Regions from separate parts of the Sus scrofa genome. Here region 1 is linked to region 2. Evidence: chromatin contacts called from public Hi-C data. All regions are on one chromosome and are shown on one strand. Each heading gives the region's core, a stretch centred on a gene start, on an enhancer-like site or on the middle of the called end of the contact. The rest is flanking DNA. Distances are from core to core; before and after follow the strand shown.

The links. Hi-C and Micro-C count contacts between places; a contact is called where the count stands out from the background.
Region 1: a contact with region 2 is called in a Hi-C map of retroperitoneal adipose tissue, with 2.8 times the contacts expected there. The contact joins two enhancer-like sites. A contact is called at or near these places in 3 of 47 Hi-C or Micro-C datasets (embryonic fibroblasts, retroperitoneal adipose tissue and subcutaneous adipose tissue).

What each region holds. Positions count from the first base shown.
Region 1 is chr15:65,738,347-65,742,077 of Sscrofa11.1, forward strand. No RefSeq gene overlaps it. Among named protein-coding and RNA genes, the nearest start is that of DAPL1, 56 kb to the right of the region's middle. Within about 2 kb of position 2,140, at least 19 of the 83 cell types and tissues checked have an H3K27ac peak or open chromatin away from gene starts, as enhancers often do. A contact at or near this core is called in retroperitoneal adipose tissue, where this site is marked.
Region 2 is chr15:64,262,081-64,265,972 of Sscrofa11.1, forward strand. It overlaps GALNT5 (polypeptide N-acetylgalactosaminyltransferase 5), which reads left to right. Exons shown (of 11, transcript XR_002339066.1): 4 at 3,279-3,414. Among named protein-coding and RNA genes, the nearest start is that of GALNT5, 22 kb to the left of the region's middle. Within about 2 kb of position 2,056, at least 5 of the 83 cell types and tissues checked have an H3K27ac peak or open chromatin away from gene starts, as enhancers often do. A contact at or near this core is called in retroperitoneal adipose tissue, where this site is marked.

The DNA of each region.
Region 1 (3,731 bases), core at 890-3,389, 1.5 Mb after region 2:
TGCACGTTAGAGAACATGCTTCTAAATTGTTTGAAATTCTATTCCATTACCTAATGCACCACCGACCACCCCCCAAACACAAACATTTGCGTGTTGGAGTTAAGACCATCCTCAGGATGCTTCCCAACTCTGGAATAGGAATCAGAACACCATTTCCTGGCTGAAAGACACAACATGTCTGAGCCTTCATTTCCTCCCATTGATTTCCTTTTTTTGCCTTTTCTAGGGCCGCTCCCATGGCATATGGAGGTTCCCAGGCTAGGGGTCCAATCAGAGCTGTAGCTGCCAGCCACAGCCACAGCAACATGGGTTCTGAGCCATGTCTGTGACCTACACCACAGCTCATGGCAACACCAGATCCTTAACCCACTGAGCAAGGCCAGGGATCGAACCTACAACCTCATGGTTCCTAGTCGGATTTGTTAACCACTGAGCCACGATGGGAACTCCTGATTTGCTCTTAATTTCCATCTTTGTAAGTGGTCTCACATTGTTCCTATAGGTGCCCAGAAGGCCACAGCACTATTTAATAGAACTTTCTGCAGTGATGGAAATGATTTTGGTGCTGTCCAATACAGTAGCCACTGGCCACAGGTGACTATCGGGCTCTCGAAAAGTAGCTAGTATGACTTAGGAGCCGAATTTTCTTTTTCTTTTTTTTTTTTTTTTTGAATGATGATTTTTTTTTCCATAATAGCTGGTTAACAGTGTTCTGTCAATTTTCTACTGTACAGCATGTTGACCCAGTTACATATACATGCATACATTCTTTTTTCTGACATTATCATGCTCCATCACAAAGTGACTAGACATAGTTCCCAGTGCCACACAGCAGGATCTCATTGCTAATCCAAGGAGCTGAATTTTCAATTTTATTACTGTTCATTTTACCATAAGTAGCCACATGTGGCTAGGGGCTACAGCCCTAGATGCAGCCCTAAACTCTAGCTTGCTGAACACTGAGGCAGAAGTTTCTGCTCCTCCACATCTCACCCCAGCCTGGAGTCAAGCCTTGGAGGGCCCTCCATCAGTGTGTCTGACCCCTTGACTAAGTGTTGCCACTTTGCACAGAATCACGAATAGACCTGCCCCCTCGCAGTTCAGTGACACAGGGGAGAAAAATGGAATTAACCTAGAACGGAGAGTGATGTGCCTGCTTGCTCCATTCGTTCTCAGCAGCAATGGATTGCTTTATTATCTAGGTCATTATCAAGTCTGTTCCTGGCTGCGTTTGCATGAGTGCCTTTTAATTGTTTGTGTAAATAAGAATTGCCCTGGATGGTGAGAGGTGCTGGCCCCTCCTTATCTTCCTGGCGCCCGTCCTGGCCTTCCAACTTGATGGCCTTTGTCCTGGTCTCCTGCTCACTTGGGCATTTGCCGAGATGATACAGGCTTCAAAAGGGGAGGGGGAAAACCCACTCGAGGGGCTGAGCAGACTGAATGCACTCTCGCTTGACAGCTGCATCACCCCTCCTACCATTGTGTTCCTGAAACGCCACTGCTGACACTCTTTCGGTAGTAACAATAGCCCAAGTGAATGGGGTCTTTTCTTCTCAGAGCTGAACGTTTCTGTGGGCACACATTACCTCTCTCTCCTGGAGGAAAAGGCCATAGCTGATGGCTCCAGGATCCTCCACCTGGATGCAATGTCTTCCCCCCATTGTCATCAATATGATCAAAGCCCTGACATCTTCAAATTGGATCCAGAAGGGTTGAGATGTGGGGGTTGTTTTTCAGCTGCAGTGGGGAGTAGCTTATTTATAAAAGCTCCCCGGCTTCTGCACTGTCTTGAAGCTCAATTTGCAAGAGAAACCACCTTCTCTCAGGGTGTTTATTACGGCGTGTGCGCCACCTAGAGGCCGCTGTCTTAAATTCAAACAGTTCACCCACCAACCTGTCGTCTCTCCTCATTTTTCCATGTCAAATAAAAGACCTCAGAAAACCTGTCTTTGCTAAGTAAACTCCATTTTGCTTCTAAATCCTCAGTGCTGGCTCTCGGGTTTCTCAAATCCTTTCCCCACAGAGCCCTCAGCCTAAGGGAGGCCTGAAGGTCTTCCTGGCACTTTCCGGGCACTGTGAAAAGAAAACTTTTCAGGCTGTCTTGAGATTTAAGAAAGACGAGACGAGCCTTCCTGCTATGGCCCAACCCACTCAAGCTCCCTCAGTGCTGGCAGCACTCTGAGCCACACTCAGGATGGTTCCTCTGTGTGGGACTGTCTTCCAGCCCTGAAGATCCAGGGCCTCTTAACTCCCGTCCTGGGACCACATCTGTGCCACACAACCCAAATTAGGAGCTATCTCCAGGGGTGGAAACTTTGTTAGGGAAACTGATATCAAATAGTTTATTGATGTCACTGCTGTTTATTTTGTTTTATTATATCAAAATATATACAACATAAAATTTACCATTTTAACCACTTTTTTTTGGTCTTTTTTCTTTTTTTTTTCCTTTTTTTTTTTCTTTTTAAGAGCCACACCCACAGCGTATGGAGATTCTCAGGCTAGGGGTTGAATCAGAGCTGTAGCTACTGGCCACAGCCACAGCAACGCAGGCGCCAAGCCATGTCTGCAACTTACCTACACCACAGCTCTTGGGAACACCAGATCCTTAACCCACTGAGCAAAGCTCATGGATACTAGTTGGGTTTGTTAACCATTGGCCATGACAGGAACTCCCCATTTTAACCACTTTTAAGTATACAGTTTCTGGGTCTTAAGTACACGCACAACGCTATGTAACTGTCACCCCATCCACCTCCAGAGCTTTTTTGTCATTTTCAACCAAACAACTCTACACTCCCTAAACAACAACTCCCCAGTTCTCCCTCCTGCCAGCCCCCAGTTACCTCTTTCTACTTTTCTGTCTCTATGAACTTGCCTCCTCTAGATACCTCATATAAGTGGAATCATGCAATTTTTGTCATTTTTGTGTCTGGCTTAGTCAAATATCTTTAGTTGTGACTGTTGCACTTGGGCCATACGGACCTGGCTTTCTCTTGTGTTTTCTCTGGAGTACTGATGGGAAAGAAGTCAGCAAAATGAACTTAAACCTTGCCCTGGGTTGTGCTCTTCAGCTGGGTGTGCCTCTGAAAACTGCTGTGCTGTTGAGGAAAGGAGGAGCCATGGCTTTCATCTCTCCAAACAGACACGGAAGAGTCCATTGTTTAAGGGCTTAAGCGAATCAGGTCTCAGCTGGCATTTCCTGGCTCGGGTTTTACAGGGATCCCAAGAAGGCAGCCCCTGTGAAATCTGATGAGAGAGGCTGCTCTGCAGAGCCTGTGGATAACTAGAGAATCTGATCCTGGAGGTTTGGGGCCTGGCAGACAAGAGGCAGCTCTGGTCTGGACTTGTTGGTGGAGTGGTTTGGAGGGTTTGTGTGTCTGGAGATAACCTGAGGATTCAAGAGGGGTGGTGTCTACAAGTTTTTCTTCCTCATTTTATGGAGAACCGATTGTGTATTTTATGGTCACCTTATTGCACTAAGAGAATGGACCTTCTGGTAGAAATGGCTATTACCATGCCTATGGGTTTCAGCTCTTTTTGTATTAGGGAACTGTAATTCTGAAAATGCCACCTCCCAGGGAGTAGGGGATTGGAGCACCAGAGTGAGTCATTGTGCTTGTAACAAAAAACACTTACACCGCAGTCAAATGGCTTATACAGTACTTTTCATGGCCACTATCTCCTTTTTCATCTTGGAGAACAGAAGAAAGTAAGAGGAGTTTATGATT
Region 2 (3,892 bases), core at 806-3,305:
TCTGCAACTTGTTTCTGCTATAGGTAAAACATGTGGTTTCCATAGCATCAATTATAAATCATTCTGTAAAATTAAATGGGCAGGTCCATATTTATGAAGGAGCCATAAAGAACAGCACTCTAGCATTAATTGATGCCAGCAGCAGTGTCCTGAGCTGGTCAGCTAACTATAAGTGGGAGTCCATCCTCAACAAGGAGCCAAAGCTATCTGGCACATTAAGCAGGTCTGAGCTGGCCAAAAAAAAATTAAGAAATAAATGTAATTACAACCAAACCCATCTGTAAACAATTCAGCATTGCTAGGACCTACTCCCAAGAAACAGAACAACCTGCCAGGTAGTCATGAAGACTGCTTTAATTATTTTGAGCTCTAGCCTAAACAATCATTGAAAAATAGTAATCATATTAGTTATCTATTAGGAATTTAGGTATTAGGTATCAGGTAGATCTTATAAATAAACCCATTAGGAAGAGCTCAAAGAGGTTAAGAAATTTATCCAAGCCAATGTGGCTAAGAAAAGAAGATCTGGGATGGAGGTAGTTCTGAGCGCTTCAATCTTATGTTCATTTCTCCATAACTCCCAGACCCTTGGGGTCAGGAACAGTGGTGTAAGGTGGCCACAGACAATGTCCACCACAGTGAGAAATCCTGTCGAGGGTCAGCTACACAGACAGCATCCTGTTCCAATTTCTGGAACTTCATTTTAAAATAAAATGTCTAGAAGTGGATCACTGACATTCATATATGGTGTGTGGTGGGGGGTTGTTCTCTTCTCACCCAAAATAAATGGTATAAAATCCCAGGTTATGTTTTGCTTCTCTCAGGTCCTGGCAACAAATCCCTCTGTGGGGAACTCAGACAGGTGGGAAGTGAATGCTGGTTTGGGAATCCATCCTGTTGCCACTGGGGACTGAGGAAGTAGATCCAGACTCTTTGACCCTGTGAGCCTGTACGGGACAGGGACACACAGTCTAGAAGAGACTGTGCTTTACACTCTGGCTCTGAATGGACGAGGAGTAGGAGTGGTGAGAGAAAGAGGATGGTCTTGTACACATTCTATAAAACTAACCCAGGGGACTTTAGCCAGCATGCTTGTATGCCCTATACACCTAGCTGGACCCTATCAGTCTTCCCAAGAGGTAAGGGATACCCTTAGTAAATAATGCTTCCATTATCAAGCTAGCAATAATTCCCTGAAAATAGGACTCCTCCATAATGATCAGGAGATGTAACTGTTGTCTCCAAGAGTAGGGTATGAAATAGGTAGGGGCCTCTGTCTAGTAGAACCTGTTTCTGTCTAAAGAGACTTCTCAGGACCACTCCCTACCAAGAGTTTAGGTAAGCCTGATCATTTTACCTTCATACAAAAACTCCATTGTTGGCCAAGTAATTAATAGGATACTGAATCCATTGATTGAGAAGTAGTTTAGAAATTTCAGTGAATAATGATCTATTTTCCAGATATTTATTTGCACCTATTTCTTTGCCTAATGCTGTCTTCAGTTTTTACTTTAAGCCTTCCCATACTCATAGTTGTCTCTTTCTGCTTTTCTTGGAGGGGGATGGGGTGGGGTGGAGGATACAGGCAATGGAGTGAATTATCTGTTTCCTAATAAGAGGCTGCCACTTATCTGTACAAATATTGAAAAGTCACCTAAGTTTCTTTTTTTTTTTCCCTCTTAAATGGGAATAACGCTTAGACCTATATTTCAGGTTTGTTGTAGGATTAAATGAGACAATCATGCAGAATGCTTAGAACAGTGTCTGGTATAGAGTAAGCACTCTACAGAAGTTAAGTGATATTCTTGTAGATTTGTCAGGCATGGAGGCGGGCAGCCAGGTGTCAGAGTGGTAAGTTAAAACAATAAACCAAAACAAAAGTAACTTGGCTGAGTCTTTAATAACTTCCTATGATTGTGTAAGTGAAAAGTAAAAGTAAGAAGTGAAACAAAAGAAAGTGCTGACTCGCTCAAGTTTCCATTTTCCCTCAGGAGAGAAAGGACTAGTGGGTCGGAGCAGATGTGAGGATCATCTCACTGACAAGCAGCCCCAAACCAAGGGCTCTTCCTGTGTTAGGGCCTGGGAAGGGCTAGAGCGGGAAAAAAAATGTCCTGAAGATCTACCCACCTCCCACAAAATGAGGCAGAGGTCTTGGCCTGAGCGAGGTCTCCAAGTGGATGAACCTGGACCAAAAATGCAGCTCTGAGTAAGAGCATGTCCCACCAAGGGGGTGGCAGGGCCTGTCCTTGGCTGTTACTTCCTTCAGACACTCTAGGCCAGAGGCTGTGAACCAAGTCTGGTGTGGGGAAGGCAGCTTTCCCCTGTGAGGCCAGCCAGGTAAAGCTTTTGCAATTGCCTATTGTTGGGCCTCAAAGATGACACAGATAATTTTGGCCAGGACCCAGATTCTTCTGGTTACTATTAAACACACACACACACACACACACACACACACACACACCACTTATATAAAATCATTTGGAAAAATGTAGTATAAAACACTACTGAGATTTTCATTTCGGAGAGTATTAATTCACACAATCAAAAGAAAAAAATAAGAATTCATAATAAGTATTTGTGGCTTCCAAATTTCTTTTCTTCATTCTGTAACTCTTTTTAAAATTATGGTAAAACACACCTCTAAAATTTATCATCTGAGCCATTTTCCAAGTGTACAGTTCAGAATTATGAAGTACAGTCATGCTGTTGGGTAATCAATTTCCAGAACTCTTTTCACCTTATAAAACAAAAACTCCACACCCATTAAACAATTCCTCCTTCCCCCCTCTGATAACTTTTTAACACTACCCCTAGTCTTATTAGTTCCCCCACTTTAATTTCTTTTCATCACTCTTATGTAGAGAGATTTTTCCTCTTCATCATCACTAAGGCCAAACCTGGAATCTGAAACTCTGCCCTGTCTTCTGCAAAATGGAATCCTAGTCCTCCACCCCCAGAGTAAATGGGACCCACCATCCTTAGAAGGAATATAAGCAACTCCCTTTAATACTAATTATTCCCCGTAGAGCCTTCCATTTAAGTGGCTTATCATTTTTTTTTCCAAACATAAATGATGCTTGCCCCACAGGACTGCCAGAACCCAAGTTTCTTTCATTTCATTGTAAAATGAACTTAGAGAGTCAAAGAAGAAGTTCCCTGAGAAGAAAAGCTACTGGTTTTACAACCACATTTCTGGAGCAATCCCAGGATCTTTGAAGGAAATACACACATTCAGTAGTTCACATTTTCAAACAATTGTTTTCTTTCTGGCTTTCTAGGTGATGTGTTGACATTCTTAGATTCTCATGTGGAATGTAACGTTGGTTGGTTGGAACCTCTGCTGGAAAGAGTTTATTTAAGTAGGAAGAAAGTAGCCTGTCCAGTAATTGAAGTCATCAATGATAAGGATATGAGGTAATTTGTCATATTCAACAAGATTATTTCCTTTTTTATTAGAGTATAGTTGATTTACAATGTTGTACCAAATTCTGTTGTACAGCAAAGTGGCCCAATCATACACACACACACACACACACATATTTATACACACACATATATTTATATATATATATTTAAACACACACATATATTTATATACACACATATATATTTATATATACATATATATGTATATATACATTCCCTTTCTTATATTATCTTCCACCATGTTCTATCCCAAGAGATTGGATACAGTTCCCTGTGCTGTACAGCAGGACTTCATTGTTTATCCATTCTCAATGTAATAGTTTGCTTCTTCTAACTTCAAACTTCCTGTCCATCCCCCTTCCTTCCCCTTCCCCCTTGGCAACTATAAGTCTGTTCTCTATGTCTGTGAGTCTGTTTCTCTTTTGTAGATAGGTAACAAGGTATTTCTAAGTGACTCTTAAACCAA